Linked DNA regions of Gasterosteus aculeatus: region 1 is linked to region 2. A link is a contact called in public Hi-C data. All regions are on one chromosome and are shown on one strand. Each heading gives the region's core, a stretch centred on a gene start, on an enhancer-like site or on the middle of the called end of the contact. The rest is flanking DNA. Distances are from core to core; before and after follow the strand shown.

Region 1 (7,299 bases), core at 2,337-4,836, 60 kb after region 2:
ACAATACTATTTTAATCTGAATGGCATCCTCACCCACAATCATAAACATTAAAACTAAATTAGTATCTGTTTTTTAATTAAGCTGTTAACACAAAACAATAACATACTTCATACTGCCACCTTTTCTGTTGAGAAAAGCAGTGAAACAGAAAGCATAAGGGTTCTTTGCAAAAGAAGAAAAAGGGGAAGAAGAAAATCTCATGACGCAACGGTACTTTCCCATCGGACCTAAAAAGAAAAATAAAGTGGATTTCCTGCTTCCTTTCATGTACCAAGGTAATAGACTGTGCGCAATGCCTGAACACATGTAAGGCAGTTTGTGGCCTGGTAGAGAAGATCCTGAAGACTTTACTTACTAGTGTAAACATTTGATTCCTCATTCTGTCACAAAAAAAACCCAGTGCAGCAGCTTTTGATGGCATAAGAGAAAAGTATGCAACTAAAATGAAGACAGTGATAAAAATGGGAGAAAAAATGTCACTAAATATGAAACCAGAATTCCAAACTGTTGTTTGTGGGATAGAACATGGAGTTCTTTACAAAGTGTCCGTACAATGCGGGTAACTAGGTTAAAAACTAAACAGTAGCATACAAATTTGCAAAAACATTACCGACGTGTTGTTAAATATCATTACAGAGAAATCATAATCAAAATCATAAGTGCAGGTCATCAATAGCGAGGACAGATTCAGAAGCGGGTGATTGACAGGTAGAGTAACGCTTCACAATTGGGAATGTGAGTGTGTGTTTACCTCGTGGGCTCCAGTGGGGGGCAGGCGGGGGGCCACGGCTCCTCGTGGCTTTCCAGTTTGTCTATGATCCGGTGACGGAGGACCCAGACTTCATGAGTAGAAGCTGGAGGTCAAATGGCATCAAGAGAAGGTTATGCTCAGTTGGTGATTATCACTAAGGACTACACGAGCAGTTGCTTGTGTGTGTGCGCAGTAGTACCTCTAAAGCTCTGTCCTTTAGAATCAGCCTTGGAATAAGCGTGGAAGAACTGCAAAGGGAAAGGGACAGAAGGTTTACGTTATGTAGGAAGTCGATGAAGGGAAAGAGAGAAGTGAGATCAGATGCGACGGCCCTCACACGGCCATGAGAAAAGCACGGTCATGTTGTGTAATGTTCGGTGGGGTGGGGAAGGGGCTGTGTGGGGGGGGCAGCTTGCCCCTCTGGGCACCTTGACCCCTAAATCCCTCCTGGTTAAAATGAGTCGCAGATGTTTCGGCTCCATTGTGCGTTCAAACAGAGGGGGCTCTTTGTTTCATTGGCTCTGGCTGGATGACGGAGAGGAGCGACTTTGAAACACACACTGCTGCTGACGCACGCACACACACACACACACACGGACGCACGTACGTACTCACACAGTTGCAGATACAGTATCAAAGACAATCCGTAACAGAGCTTCAACAAATACAGACAAATTATTTTAAAAATAAGCTGCTCTACACACATATTAGAATCTAATTAAATAATTAAAACAATATTACCTTTACTCACCTGTAGGCGGAGTAATACAACTGATGGATAATAGATTTGTCTTTGAACAATCAAAAAGAAGTGCTGAATAAATGTCAGTGTTCACCTGTAATGCTTCAGACGGATAAAAAAAAAAACTCCATCAACATCAGTTTTAGAAGTAAACTAGTTAACAACTTAAACATCGTAGAGAATGATGAGTACAAAATCTTGAATTCATCAAATACCTTTATAAAAGTACCAGCAAACACATATTCTGTTTCCACACATGCGTATCAACATTATGCTCTACGTGCTAATCGAAACCAAACGTAGTGTACACATGTTGAATGAAGGCAGCGCCGAGGCATGTTGGAGGAAGACTGTGAACATTCCTTATTTTATGGCTTCTGCAAAATAGAGATCAGCTCACCGGACTGAAATACAGTGGAGTACTTTCTGATGGATATTGTTTTCCTCCACGTAAATAAGGTAGAATAAGGTTCAAAGTTTTGATTCACCTGCACCTACTTCCTTCATTTCTTTTAATATAAGGACTAAAACTTTTTTTGATAAGAGTCACACATTTGAGGCTACGTTGACCATCTCTGTTAAATAAGTGGATCCTCCCGCAGCGGTTATCGCAAGAGGACACAGAATGTGGGGCTGCGTGTTATATTGTGAATAATACCTTGATAGTGGGGTAGGCTTTGATGCCGAAGGCGGTGCAGACCTTCCTGTTCTCCTCTGCAGCGCAGTCGATGGCTGCCAGGTCAACAGCCGGCTTCCATTCTGAAGAACAGACATGAAATACAGCCAAAGTAAATATTGAGTTTACCGTCAATGGCACCCGACCACAGTGGCTGAGGCCCCGGGGGCCAACGTGTATTTTGCAATCAACACTTCGGATTATAACATAACTTTGTATTTTTAGAAGAGGGCAAAAGGTCCACAAAGTGACGCTGGTGGGACCACGAAGACAGTTTCTACACTGCTGTGAATATTTGACTTCTTCATCAAGTTCATCAACATTTACTGCATATACTTCCGCAGATTAAGTGGTTGCCATGGCGATATCTTCTGCATGCAACCCTAATTTCTCTGGTATTCTCCTCGAATAACAGTGGATGCGGACCGTTTAAAGTCCAATTCCAATTGCAAAGCATTTAGTACCGAGACGCCAGTTGCCACAGTTGTGTGTGTGTGTGTGTGTGTGTGTGTGACTGAAATACACCGTGACTGCGTCGGGCCTCCTGCCATCATTACAGCCCCCTTTGCCCTCCACCATCATCCGAATTGTATTTCCTCTCACGGCGCTGTGATATTTATTCGGATATTTGACGGGACAGACACTCATTAGATCACACGCTCTAATTAACAGGTACAAACAACAGCTTGGTGTCCTCGCTCGTTTCCGTGCACATGAGGATAAATACAGCGAGTTGTAACCATGGCGATAATTAAGAGACTTGTGTCACGTGAATAAAACAAGCTCTGAAAGGCAGATAAGAACGCGTATCAACGGGAACGGAAGGTCACGGAACACAGCTGCGTGTCGTGTCACCAACCTTTAATGTCTCTCGCCAGACGTTTGTAAACTGGAGAAAAGGCGATGCAGTGTCCGCACCACGAAGCGTAAAATTCCACCAGCACGGCGGCCGTGGAGTTGATCAAAAGCGGCTCCACGTTGTCCGGACTCAGCGGGAGGAGCTGGTCGGTGGCGGTGTACAGCCCGGCCTCCGCGGCGGAAGGGAACAGGAGACAAAAACACAACCAAACCACCGCCGACGTCGCGCTCTTTCCGGCACTTTTGGGGATTTCTCCGGTGAACCGAGACGTGGCACCGCCGCGGCGCCGCGCCATCTTCCTCCCGCCCCCCAGCTGCGGCTGCCGAGCGTCGGTGTGGACGCACCGAGTTTTCACCTCCGCGTCACACCAAAGTTGACACAACTTTTCTGCCTCACTCTGCGAGGCGGCCAGCGGGCTTCATCGTGCTTCCTCTCTCCCTCTCTCTCCCCCTCCCTTTCTCTTCCAGTTTGGAGTTCTCGTCCTTTTAGAAAACACACCTCAAGGAACTAACCGACGCACGCGCACGGTTGTCATTTCGCCCCGATAAAGTCTGACACTTGATTTTTGACCCTTCGCGGCTTTTGTACAGGAAACAACTTGCAATAACCAGTGTTGTTATTAACGCTCACAAAGAGTTAAATCAACATGCTCATATTTGATATTTGTGGCAAAATATGTATTATATTAAAATACCAAGCAGTGAATCATTCACCCAATATTACTGCAAAATTAGAAATGTATCATTCTTAAATATCCCAGATATAGTCAAGACTGGTACATTACAACACTTTCTCTGTAATCGTATGATGCAAACTTCTGATATTGTGTAACTCCCACGTTCAACAGAGGAGCTGCTGCAATGGCTTCAAAATCTATATTTAAAAAGAGTTACTGATGTAAAATGTTAACATTTAGAGCGTTAGGACGAGATTCCTTGGCCTGGCATCAGTGCTGCAACACTTCAAACTACTAACCAAAACAAGTCAGATTACTTCAGAAACAATGGAAGCTTTATTTACAATTCATTTAGTTAACAAATATATATTTTGCACATATTTGCAAAGTATACAGTGTTTATCTTACAATCACTCAGGTTACAGTAACAGTGGGTCAGATTGAACACAGTATATTTACACCCATAAAAGAATTGTACACATCTTCAAGTGCACTTGGCGCACACTAACCGCACAGAATTATAAATATTCATCCACATTTTAAAAGATGAAGTGACAAATCTAGTGTAACTGGGTTAATTTAATAATCAAATCTTTTCCTTTTATTCAATCATTTATATCAATCTCTATTAAAAAGGGGAAGTTCCTCCACCTCCCCTTGGAGAAAACGGACCTCAGACGAGCGGATAGAAGCACCTCCATCCTACACCAGAGAGCCGTAAGCTCGTCTACGATCTCATCAACCTTCACACTCAGGAGAAGTCTGAGCCTTTTGGTCCATACGGCCGAAGCGGAGCACAGGACCAAGTACTGCATAGTTAGAGGGGATCTCCACTGCCTCCCACATACAATCAATTCAAGAAGACAATCCAAGAGGGTTTGCAATAAAGTACAGTTACATATGCCTTCAGCCCAGACTCACAACCCATACAGCATGAGAAATTCGTGTCAATGTTTTGGTCGTTTTCTACATTATACAAGTTACAGTTTGAGCGTGTACCTTAGAAAAACGTTTTACACCTCACGGGTTGGAAAACAAAAAAAATAGAGTTTTAAGGTTACTTCAGCTTCTTCAGAAGATTTAATGCACCGTCACGATGAGTTTGTACACGGTTGGATCCGAGGAGCATTGATTGCGGGGACTAAAGAAAGCCCTTTGATAAAGTCCAGGTGCGCAGTCTCACCACCTCAATGACCCACAACTTATTTGTGTGTGTGTGTGTGTTTGTAGGGTCAACAATCTAGTTGTTGATACACTTCGATTATCGATTAAAAAAATGACTCAACTGTGTGTATATGCACAGATGCAGGGTCGGCGTGGCCAAAAAGCAGGTGACATTCAGAGTGAGTCAGTAATTCTGTTAGCACAAACTATTTCTCAAGCGGAGCACGGACAAAATGAGAAGGCTTGGAAAACGTTCCCAACTAGGCTTCAATACAGAAAGATTGATAAGGCAGAAACCGAAGTGTTGGCAAACCGGTGAGAAGCTAGAGGGGCCATTTAAGGATCATTTACAAAAAAGGTAGTAAACAGCAAGTTGAAAGAGACATTCAAAGAGAAATAGGTCCAAAGGGAGTTTGTTACGAATCTACAACTAAAGAGGCACTTGAACTGAATGCTGAGAGAGAGAGAGAGAGAGAGAGAGAGAGAGAGAGAGAGAGAGAGAGAGAGAGAGAGAGAGAGAGAGAGAGAGAGAGAGAGAGAGAGAGAGAGAGAGAGAGAGAGAGAGAGAGAGAGACTGCCAAATGTTCAGCTGGCAACCTTCACAAGGACAACCAATGAAGAAACAGGACCACCACAGGTGTCATGGGAAGAAAAATGACTGTAGAAAAAGTAAGGCTAAAATCCAGCACACGGGTGTCGTCCTGTGATGCGATTCTACTTTTGTTACCCCCGTGGGCATTAGCGCTGGTGGACAACCATTCCCCCCCTCGCCCCCCGACAGCTTACTTAAACAAGGTTGAATGGGGTTCAAAGGCCTCAGTTAAAGCCCAAAAAAATAGGAATGAAGCGCAAATCACCGGAGAAGCGTTTTCTTGCTGGTTGTACGAGACTTTCCAAGCGTTGACATAAGTACAGGGGGTATGTGTCCCACAAAAGGGGGACAACTGGACAGCTGTGGCCACAATAAAAGTCATACAGAATACTTTCAACGAATCAACACTTCAATGTTTCAACTATTTAAACAGTTTTCACCAAAAACATCAATAGCACTCTTTAAACCTCTTCGATAATATATTGCTGTGTCCACGTTCACATTTCTTTTTCTTTTTGTGCTTTTTACAATTTCAGTAAAATGTTAAAATCTGTTTTCTATATGTTGACAAGATCATTTACAGTTCAAAATGTTCCTTACTCTGCTAATCAAACGTTTTCTCACGATAAATAATATATTTAAAGAGGCAAAATGTTTCATACAATAACTGATCTCATCGACACTCCACTACAGCGCAGTCCAACAATATTTGATCTGTGACCATTTCTATTTTTCTACCTCTGTCCAAAATTAAACAATGATTAGGAAGTTAAAGTGTTTTAAATCTCAGTTTTTAAACTATATAGATTTAGAGGGTCTGAGTCAGTCGCCCCTTAAGACCAGACAAGCAAAAGGTGAATGGCTGCAATGTCTGCAGGTAAATAATTAAGTAAAAACCCTATAATTAAGTTTAACTTCATAACCATTGTTAAATTTAAATGAACTGGATTACAAAGCCAACACGATAATGTGTTACTGTCACTGGACTACACTGTATAGTCTTTATCTGCTACTCTATTACAATTTTTAAATCCATACATATATTTACTTTAGGATTCAATACAAAATATGACAACCTCCTTGTGTTCTAGGTGGATTAAAAAAAAATGGAACAATCAATTTTAGCAGCATTAATGGATTTTAAGTGCGAACAAACTATCGAAGTCCATTCCATCGAAGAATCGTCTCATTCTCCTCCCGGTGTTGACAAAAGAACCACCCCAGGAGGTGAGGAATGAGATGCAGGGAGCCGGAGCCGAATTCCGCAAATGAACATCACAGGAAGAAGTGAGCGTGGTTCAGCCGAGAGGTAACGCCGGGACTGAAGGCATCTGAGGTTTGCTGCTGACACATCAGCTGGTGGAAGACCGAGCGGCGGGAGGTTGGCTGGAGTTCGTCGAGGAGGAGGGGGAGGGGGAGGGGGGTGTAGTTTAGAATCGGAACCGGAAGGCCGTCAAGACGGGCCGTTTTCCCTCTTGGCCCTCTTGTCGTAGATCAGCGTCAGCACGTTAGCGGTGTCCTTCAGCAAAGCGTCAAAGATGCTGTCCGCCAGCTGCATCTTGACAAACAGCTCGTCCTCGTCATAGTTGACCCACTGAGCTTCCTCCTCATGGAGTTCCTGAACCTGAAAAACAAAATTCGGTGACGTGACATTAATCATTTGTATCAAAACAAGTCATGTGAAAACATTTTTTGATTTAAAGTAAAGCAAAATTGAATTAATTGATTAATTGATTAAAACAAAAGTAATAAAGAATCACTCAAAATGAAATTCACTATTTCATTTGAAATGATCGGAAAAAAAACAAGGACAAACAACAAGGATAATTAATTAAAAA
Region 2 (7,727 bases), core at 5,067-7,566:
TATTCTGATGCAGTGAGTTTTCTTGCCAGTAGAGGTCACAGTCACAGTATATTTTTGTCCCAAGCCTTTCAGTGGCTCTTTATTCTGTACTCAAAGCATGAAAAATACATGGGACGGTTATTTTGTGTTCCTCAATAGCTGCATTTTGGAATATGAATAATGCAAGGGACTGTCCTAGTTAGGTGTGCCTGTGTGTATCAGTACATAAGACAGACTGTTGACATGTCTACAAGACCGTTGTCATATCCCTTTGGTCATATCAGTCAACTGTGTCAGTATGGTACTGTTGCCAAGGGCCAGCTGTTCTTTGGGGAATCAGCAGGCGCATTCACTTATAACAACAACAACAACAACAACAACAACTGTACCGTCTACTTAGCTTGGCAGAGTATTATTATTGGGACACTAAGAACAAACTTGTCAGCTGGGATTTTCACATCAAAGTGTACTGTGACTGCTGAGTAAATATGAATTCAAATATTTAACACTGCACATTAAGATAGTTTTGATTTATCTACACGTGGAAGGTTTTACATAAAAAATACTGTTTGAAAATTGAGATGATTCCTATTAAGCGAACAATAAGGAAATTGTTTTCTGAATTTAGGCTCCATTATTTTGGGGAGTGGCTGGACCATTCTGCTAATTTGTGGGATTACAAATTACAAATTTGTGGGAAGGTAATTTGAAGCCCAAAGGCTTCAAATTACCTTCGCTTGTAATTCACATCTGCGTGTTGCTGTTCACATGAGCCAAAACATCTGGACAAGAGTGTGTGGATACCTTCTGCAATTGCAGCATATTCTCCAAACAAGGGAATGGATTGACAGTCCCCGGATTCTCCACAAGCACCGCCCAGACGGATGAAGTAGTTTGTTTTCTGTAACATTGAAAAGCCAAAGAATACACATATGTGTGCATCCAGAGGCCCGTCACATGTCCTGTGTGACCTACCTCTTCCTTGCTCCACCTTTCCCTCTTTGTTCTCCACCTTTATGCTGCCTTCTTTTCCTCTATTAATCTGCTCCCCCCGCCCTCCCTTATGTGTTCTGTAACCCCTTCACTCTTTCATTAACCCAACCCTGTTTCAATCCCTTCCTTCCAGATTTATGTCTCTTTAATAGTGTCAATGTCAACCCGCATGTCAAATTCTGACACGTTCTTTTCTCTGCGCCCGTGCCGCCGGGGCAATACGCGCTGACTCTGCCCCACAGCCGCACAATGCCAGGAGAGAGCCGGGCAGGCAGGCGAGCGAACGCACAACTGTCCCCCTGAAAAGAAGCTGATCGTATTAGTGTTAACAAAGCGCCGCAGCATGGCAGTTGCTATTCTTTGGGAACCTCAGTCAAATGGTGTAAGTAGGAGTGCATAGACCGAGAAGCAGGGGAGAGAATAATAGCACGAATTTGACCTCTGTTCCTGCCTCAATTGTTGAGCAGACACTGGCTTTATATTACATTATACTGAAGAGGAGCAGGGCCAGTGCATCAGCGAATATTCTGAGTTTCTGAAGTGAATTAGGTCGTCCCAGAAGTTCACGTACCGTTGTTTTGCTTTGCTTGTCTTGTTCTCCCCATTTTCTGAAATCAGATTTGTGTGGGTTCTTCTTTTGTGAATCGAGGTTAGTCGGTGAAGAATAGGCTGGATAATAAAGTCCCAGCTGAAGTGAACGCGGAGCACAGAAGATTAACAAGAGTCACAATTAAGGCGCTGCGCATTTTATATTGGTCTTGTGCATGTTGTTGGACGTCTACAACCTATGAGGTCATGTCTGAAGCACTAGAGGCTTCTTTCAAAGTTGCACATTTCGATCTCCATCTGGGTCGTGCATTAGATCTCCACAGGCTGTAGGTTCAAATCTATAGGCACGTTGCAAAGATGAACCAACCCGGTTGTGTAGACATGGACCACATTTGTCAATGTGGGTTAACAGCACAAGCTGCAGAACTAAGCCAAACCAGACTGCGTGGCTCTTTCACACTCATTGAACAAATATCCATATGCATCGGGTTGTATACAATTTCGGTTCACAGTGTTTGTTTGTCAATGTGTTCCTGTCTTTGATTTGACAGGAAAGACGAGGCGCAGAAAGAAGAGCGGGCTTCGGAGCGGCGGTTAGCTCTCTATACCAGGAGGAGATGATCAGGTATTTACATCAGAAGTAACACTTCCACACAGAAACGGACAACCATACGTCAGAACCTGCCTATTACATTTATTACAAGGGGAAAAGCAGCTCTTAGACACACATTGTGCATTATTGACTTGATTGTGCTGGAACAGACTCAGCTTTTTGCTTCAGCTGTAAATCACTTATTTAATGCTTAGGTCAACCTGATCTCAGTCTGGCTTTGATGCTGTATCGGATTCTATTCAACTGACCGTAGCTCCATTCAGGGTCCGGTCTCCAGCTACGGCACCGTCTCGTCATGCAGTTCTGATTTATGTTAATGAAATATATTCTCCATTTACTTCAGCCTGACCGACTCACTCGAGCTTAAAAAGCTCATCTTCATTTCAATGAAAAAGAGCTCTTTTTAGGAGATGAAAAGGAGATGTGTGAATCCTGCAGGTTTTCCTCCTAAATGGCTGTATGTGATTAGTATGCACGGCCTTGGAAAGAGGCGGCCAGAGTCTCCCCTTTTCTAATCACGTTACGATTCGGGAGGTACTATGGGGTGGAGGGAGGGGGCTTGAAGACGTGCCGGATACAGCAGACGGAGCGAGGTGCGTCGGGTTTCCCCAGAAGGACGCTCCCCACCGGAGACATCCACTAGCAACTCTGCCCCGCGGGGGGGGGGGAAGCCGGCGAGGAAGAAGTTGTTAACATGGCACATGCACACACCTATGCACTCGCGTGCCCACATAAATACACACTTGCCTCTGTATGTCAACGCGATTGCATCCAAATCCGTGCATAACCTGCCAGAACTGTCACACTCACTGCTCTGCTGCATTTCAATTTCCTCCCCCACACACACACAGAATGTGAGATGAGCAATGCAATTAACTCTGTCTGGTTAACAGGTGCTTAGCTGTTTAATATGGAGTGAGCTTGTGCGTGTGTGTTTGTGTGTGTCGACCGAAGCAGGATTGATTAGCAATATCCCAGAGCTACCGAGCTGATCAGTGTGCGATTGAAGAGGCTTTGAATGCTACGTTTGTAATTCTCTCGCCCTCCTGGAAAAAGTACTTTGATAAACGCTGGAGGCTTCGATGTCTGGACATTATTTGAGTTCTCATTGTTCCTCGTCTGTGGAGCTCAGCCATGTTAGGCGTGTTGTCTCACAGGGGAGGAGGTGTGTGTGATGGATGGATGGCGTGGTGTTGATCAGTGAAGCTCAGGCCAGGTAGATGAGTGTTCTCACCACTGTGGCCAGTTTATCCTGATGGATGAAGGACATATCTGCCAGTATACCGGACTGGACCCCCCCCCGCCCCCCCCCACACACACACACACACACAAACAAAACAAGCTCACATACATACTGAAACGCACACAAAACCACAGCTATTGTGATGACAGAGTAGCCTGTGACCTTCCCAGCATGCATTGCATGCATGTGTTGTTGACGTTACGTCGTTATATGACCCACATTAATCATTTTGCTTGTTTACAGCCTGTGTGTGTGTGTGTGTGTGTCTGTGTGTGTGTGTGTGTGTGTGTGTGTGTGTGTGTGTGTGTGTGTGTGTCTCACTGGGCCACAGACTAAATACACGTGTCTGTTGTGTGCGATTGTACATTTCACACGTGAGCTTATTTTGGAAGTTGTGTGTTTAATATAACCGTACACTACATTAGACTCACGCTCGCGCTTTATAAATGTGAGGATGTGTCATGCGCCCGTCAGGCCGGCCCCGTCCGACCGTCGACGAAAGACTGATGAGCTGGCCTATTGATTAGTTGCCGGGGAGACGGATGGTGGCCACACATCAGGGACACTCGGGGTCACCGTGGGCATCAGAGGAGGAAGTGGGTGTGGCCCAGCGTGGAGGCTCATGAATAAACATAGCGCTGGTAATCAGGAGTATGTAAATGGATGTGCTCATACATAACCCAGCAGTGATAAAAGTGTAATGAGTTATTCATAATCCATCACGGGCTGATGAGGAGATGGCGGGAAGAGGGAGGGGAGGGAGGAGGGAGCCGGGGGGAGATAAAGCGTGTAGATAAAACGATGAAGAAAGGGAAGTACAGCGGTTCATTAAAGAACAACCGGCAGAAGAAACTTTTGTTTGTGTAACTTCACCGCAAACAATGAAAAGTGCTCATCGTGAGTAAGATGGTTTTATTTCCACTGTGGGGAGTTAGGAGTTGATCCAGCTGTGTACGTAGAATCCTCTAAACTTTGAAGTGTTAAGCCCACATCCTGTCACATCTTTAATTGCGATTAATGTAGTTCGGAGCTGACTATCTATACAAAAACCAACACAATGTTGTGTGAAATAGCCTGTCTGCTCTATTCCACTCATTCCACCTCTTTTACATGCAATTGTAATGAGTTTTGGGGTAAAGTTGGCCCTTTATTTCAGGCAAAAACATGAAACCTTTTTTGCATTTTTTCTTCCCAGCCAGACCGTCTGAGTTGTTCTGATCAGAGCGCCGTACGGGAACTGGAACCCTAACTACGATAGTTGTTAAGACCACCTACTTGACTTCCCCAGTCATAATGGGACAACAGCCCACCGTATCCCCCAGTGTGTCGAGGGCCAGGTGTATGCTGGGGGATTCGTGAAGCCCGGCGCAGTGGAGCGACGGGCGTCACAGGCGGGAACTGGGCGCTTTTGGCACTTGGGGAGGACTGACTTACCGCGTGGGAGTGGGAAAGCGGCTGGGATGCGGCGTCTCTATCAGACAATAGGGCACTAAATTCAATTAATCTGAATGGCCGGCAGGAGGGGGAGGGGAAGGCGTAAAGCTCTAAATGAGATTTAGCCCCTTCTCTCCCCTTCACCCAACAGCCCACCACCCCTGCACCCTGCTCCCCCCCCCCCTCCAGCACTCACTCCTGTCCCCAATGCCAGGAGGTGATTAGAGACAGAGATATAATCAGAGGTGGGATAGGATGTGCGTGGTTGCGTGTGTGTCGCGTGCCAGTGTTCCCGCGGGAGGTGGCACGTGTGGCTCTGCTGCCTGTGTGTGTGTGACACAGAGAGACCAGTTGTGTGTTTGCGTTATCTTTTACGTCTGTGCCGTTGACGACTAAATGATCTAGTAGCACGGCGTGGCTTTCCTGGGCGTCGAAGGTGTTAATGCAGTTAAAGGATCGCTTCACACAAATGACAGAAAACGTATTTTCTCAGTTTACGCTGGATCTTAGAATACATACTGTCCCCATTAATCTGGTTGTAAGTAGCTCCGATGAGAACTGCTCGCAGTGAGGTTTGTGGATTGTTCAGAGCAAACAGGACTGAATGTGTAAAAATACCTCATCCATTCACCTCCATTGTGGGGCTGGAAGCTCCTCAAATCTCACACATATCTCAAAACATAGGAAGTCATCTGATTCTTTATCCACAAACGGAAAGAAAATAATGAAGTGAACTGTGTTCTCCTCGTGCCCTTCTCTGTGTCCCTCCCAGGGAAGAGGATAGGAACATCTTTGACTACTGCAGAGAAAATAACATCGACCACATCAGCAAGGCCATCACCTCCCAGAAAGCGGATGTCAATACTAAAGACGAAGAGGTAACTACGGAGCGCACTGCCGAGAAATAAGTCAATGGAAACGGTACTGATGCCATGTGAGAATGGCTGTTTAAAAGTTTACCTTTCAAGGATGTGTAATTGCCATGACAACACTGTCATGGCAGTGTGTCGGTATTGGGCAACCGGGGGCGGAGAGGATGGGGAATTTATCCATCCTTGGGATCCATTCTCAACCCCCCCCCCCCCGTAGCAAAGCACAGAGTCCGTACACTCCGCAGCGTCATTGGTATGTGCTTTTACCCCTCGTGCAGGAGGGCCGGTTGAAAATGACCAGAGTATCCCAAAAAAATGTACAGGTCACTCTGGGACGGCTCACGCTGCTCTCTTTGTGGTCGTTACGTCACGGTGTCAACGATCCCGACCACCTGCACGCGGGAACCGCTCCGCCGGCCGAGACGAGTAAATGGTGTGAGCAGCTTTTACCACGGCGAGGTGTCTTCTGGATTGACCGTGGTATCCGTTCATCTGCCCCCGATTCGTCATCGGCCAGGCCAAACGGCTCACCCCCCTTGCCTCCCTTTCATCGCAGCCGTTCTTCAGATGAGCGGGCTGTCGGCCCGCGGGTTCCCAGTCAGAGCCCAGATAGTCGAGGCACCTCGGCACAGAGAGCTTTGCGCGTCCGTTGTTGTCGTTTGTGCTGCTGCAGCGCAGCTCGCCCGACAGCAGAGGGCAATGGTGAAGTAAGTTTCGAAAATCAGCAAGAAGCCGGATATTTGAGCAGGTGGCCAAATATCTACCTGGGATACATGTATTTGTAGGTGTGGAAACCAAATCTAATATAATGCATTTCTATTGGAGGCGTGTGGAAGACGTGCACGGCTGATGAACTCATCCTGAAAATACAATTTTTTAAAAACTGAAAAGGAGGTAAACAAAAGGAGTTATTCATTGATCAGAAAGGATTGGTGATTAAGCCCAATAAAAACATCAACAGTAAACGTAATTCGATAAAACATTTATGGAAGGTGTGTACTTCTCATAAATGGAAAGGAGGACATCATATTATTTAGTAGGTAATTAATATAAAAGTGGTATTAGTAGAAATAAACATATTTAAGTAATACTTAAAGGAATTGTGGATGGAAGTATTTCGATTGTGTATTGCTGAAAGTGTGCGCTCAGATGTTGAATTGTCAATCAAGATAATCATCGTGTATAGTTATGTGGTGCATTCCTTCAGTGTGAGAGCTGCTGGCCAGTTTATACAGTACCAGTTAAAAGTTTGGACACTTCTCGTTGAAGTGAATGAGAAAATGACCACAAATAACCCAAATGCTCATTTTTATATCATAAACAATAAACTGCAAACGTCTTTGAATCGGTTCATTGGAAGCACAAACCTATCATCACAGGAAGGTTTATTATTGACCACAATCGTGCAATTGTCTCTCATAAACATCCAATATTCAACATATATACACATAAAACAGTTTACTGTTTGTTTGGTATAATTAGGAAAAGTTTGCATAACTGTACGTTTCCAATGTGACTTTAGCATTATATCACTGCATGTATATACGCTGGATACTTTCGGTTTCCCACAAACTCAAACATGCCAAACCACAAGTGTGCATCGACGCAGAGCCGAGGGGGGAGAGGAGAGGGAGAAGGGGAATGTACATACATTTAGCGTACACTGACCAGGTGTGCTTGATGTGCCCGTTTGTGTTGCTGCTTAGAGACGTTCCTCCCTTTTACCGCTGTAACGGCCGATCTTTCTTAACAGCGATGCTTCTCTCCTCCCTTTCAAATGAGGATAAAGGAGGCTTTTAGTCAGCTACCCACTCGAGTGGAGAGTGCTTAACATTTATCACCTGTGGTTTACCTTCCTGGATGGGACCATTTCCGCTCTAATCAGAACAAACTCTTCTCAATGCCCGAACTGGCTCGCACAAACTGAATGTTTCTCTTAATAGTGTTTTCTCAGCTTTAAATGCTGCACATGTTCCATTTTATACATTCAATGTTTTATTTAAGCAGCCCACTTCATTTGTGTGTGTGTGTGGGGGGGGGGGGT

Evidence for each region. A called contact is a pair of places that touch in the nucleus more often than the background predicts.
Region 1: a contact with region 2 is called in a Hi-C map of skeletal muscle, with 2.7 times the contacts expected there. The contact joins the promoter of qsox1 here to the enhancer-like site in region 2. A contact is called at or near these places in 2 of 6 Hi-C or Micro-C datasets (both in skeletal muscle).

The regions. Positions count from the first base shown.
Region 1 is chr8:16,749,874-16,757,172 of fGasAcu3.hap1.1, forward strand. It overlaps qsox1 (quiescin Q6 sulfhydryl oxidase 1), which reads right to left and starts at 3,587. Exons shown (of 13, transcript XM_040184382.2): 1 at 3,030-3,587; 2 at 2,153-2,253; 3 at 952-1,000; 4 at 753-855. The coding sequence starts at 3,324. cep350 (centrosomal protein 350) reads right to left here. Exons shown (of 37, transcript XM_078108436.1): 37 at 4,023-7,085. The coding sequence ends at 6,915.
Region 2 is chr8:16,687,200-16,694,926 of fGasAcu3.hap1.1, forward strand. It overlaps acbd6 (acyl-CoA binding domain containing 6), which reads left to right. Exons shown (of 9, transcript XM_040183945.2): 5 at 2,073-2,146; 6 at 5,584-5,689. Among protein-coding and RNA genes, the nearest start is that of xpr1a, 6.6 kb to the left of the region's middle. Within about 2 kb of position 6,317, at least 1 of the 9 cell types and tissues checked has open chromatin away from gene starts, as enhancers often do.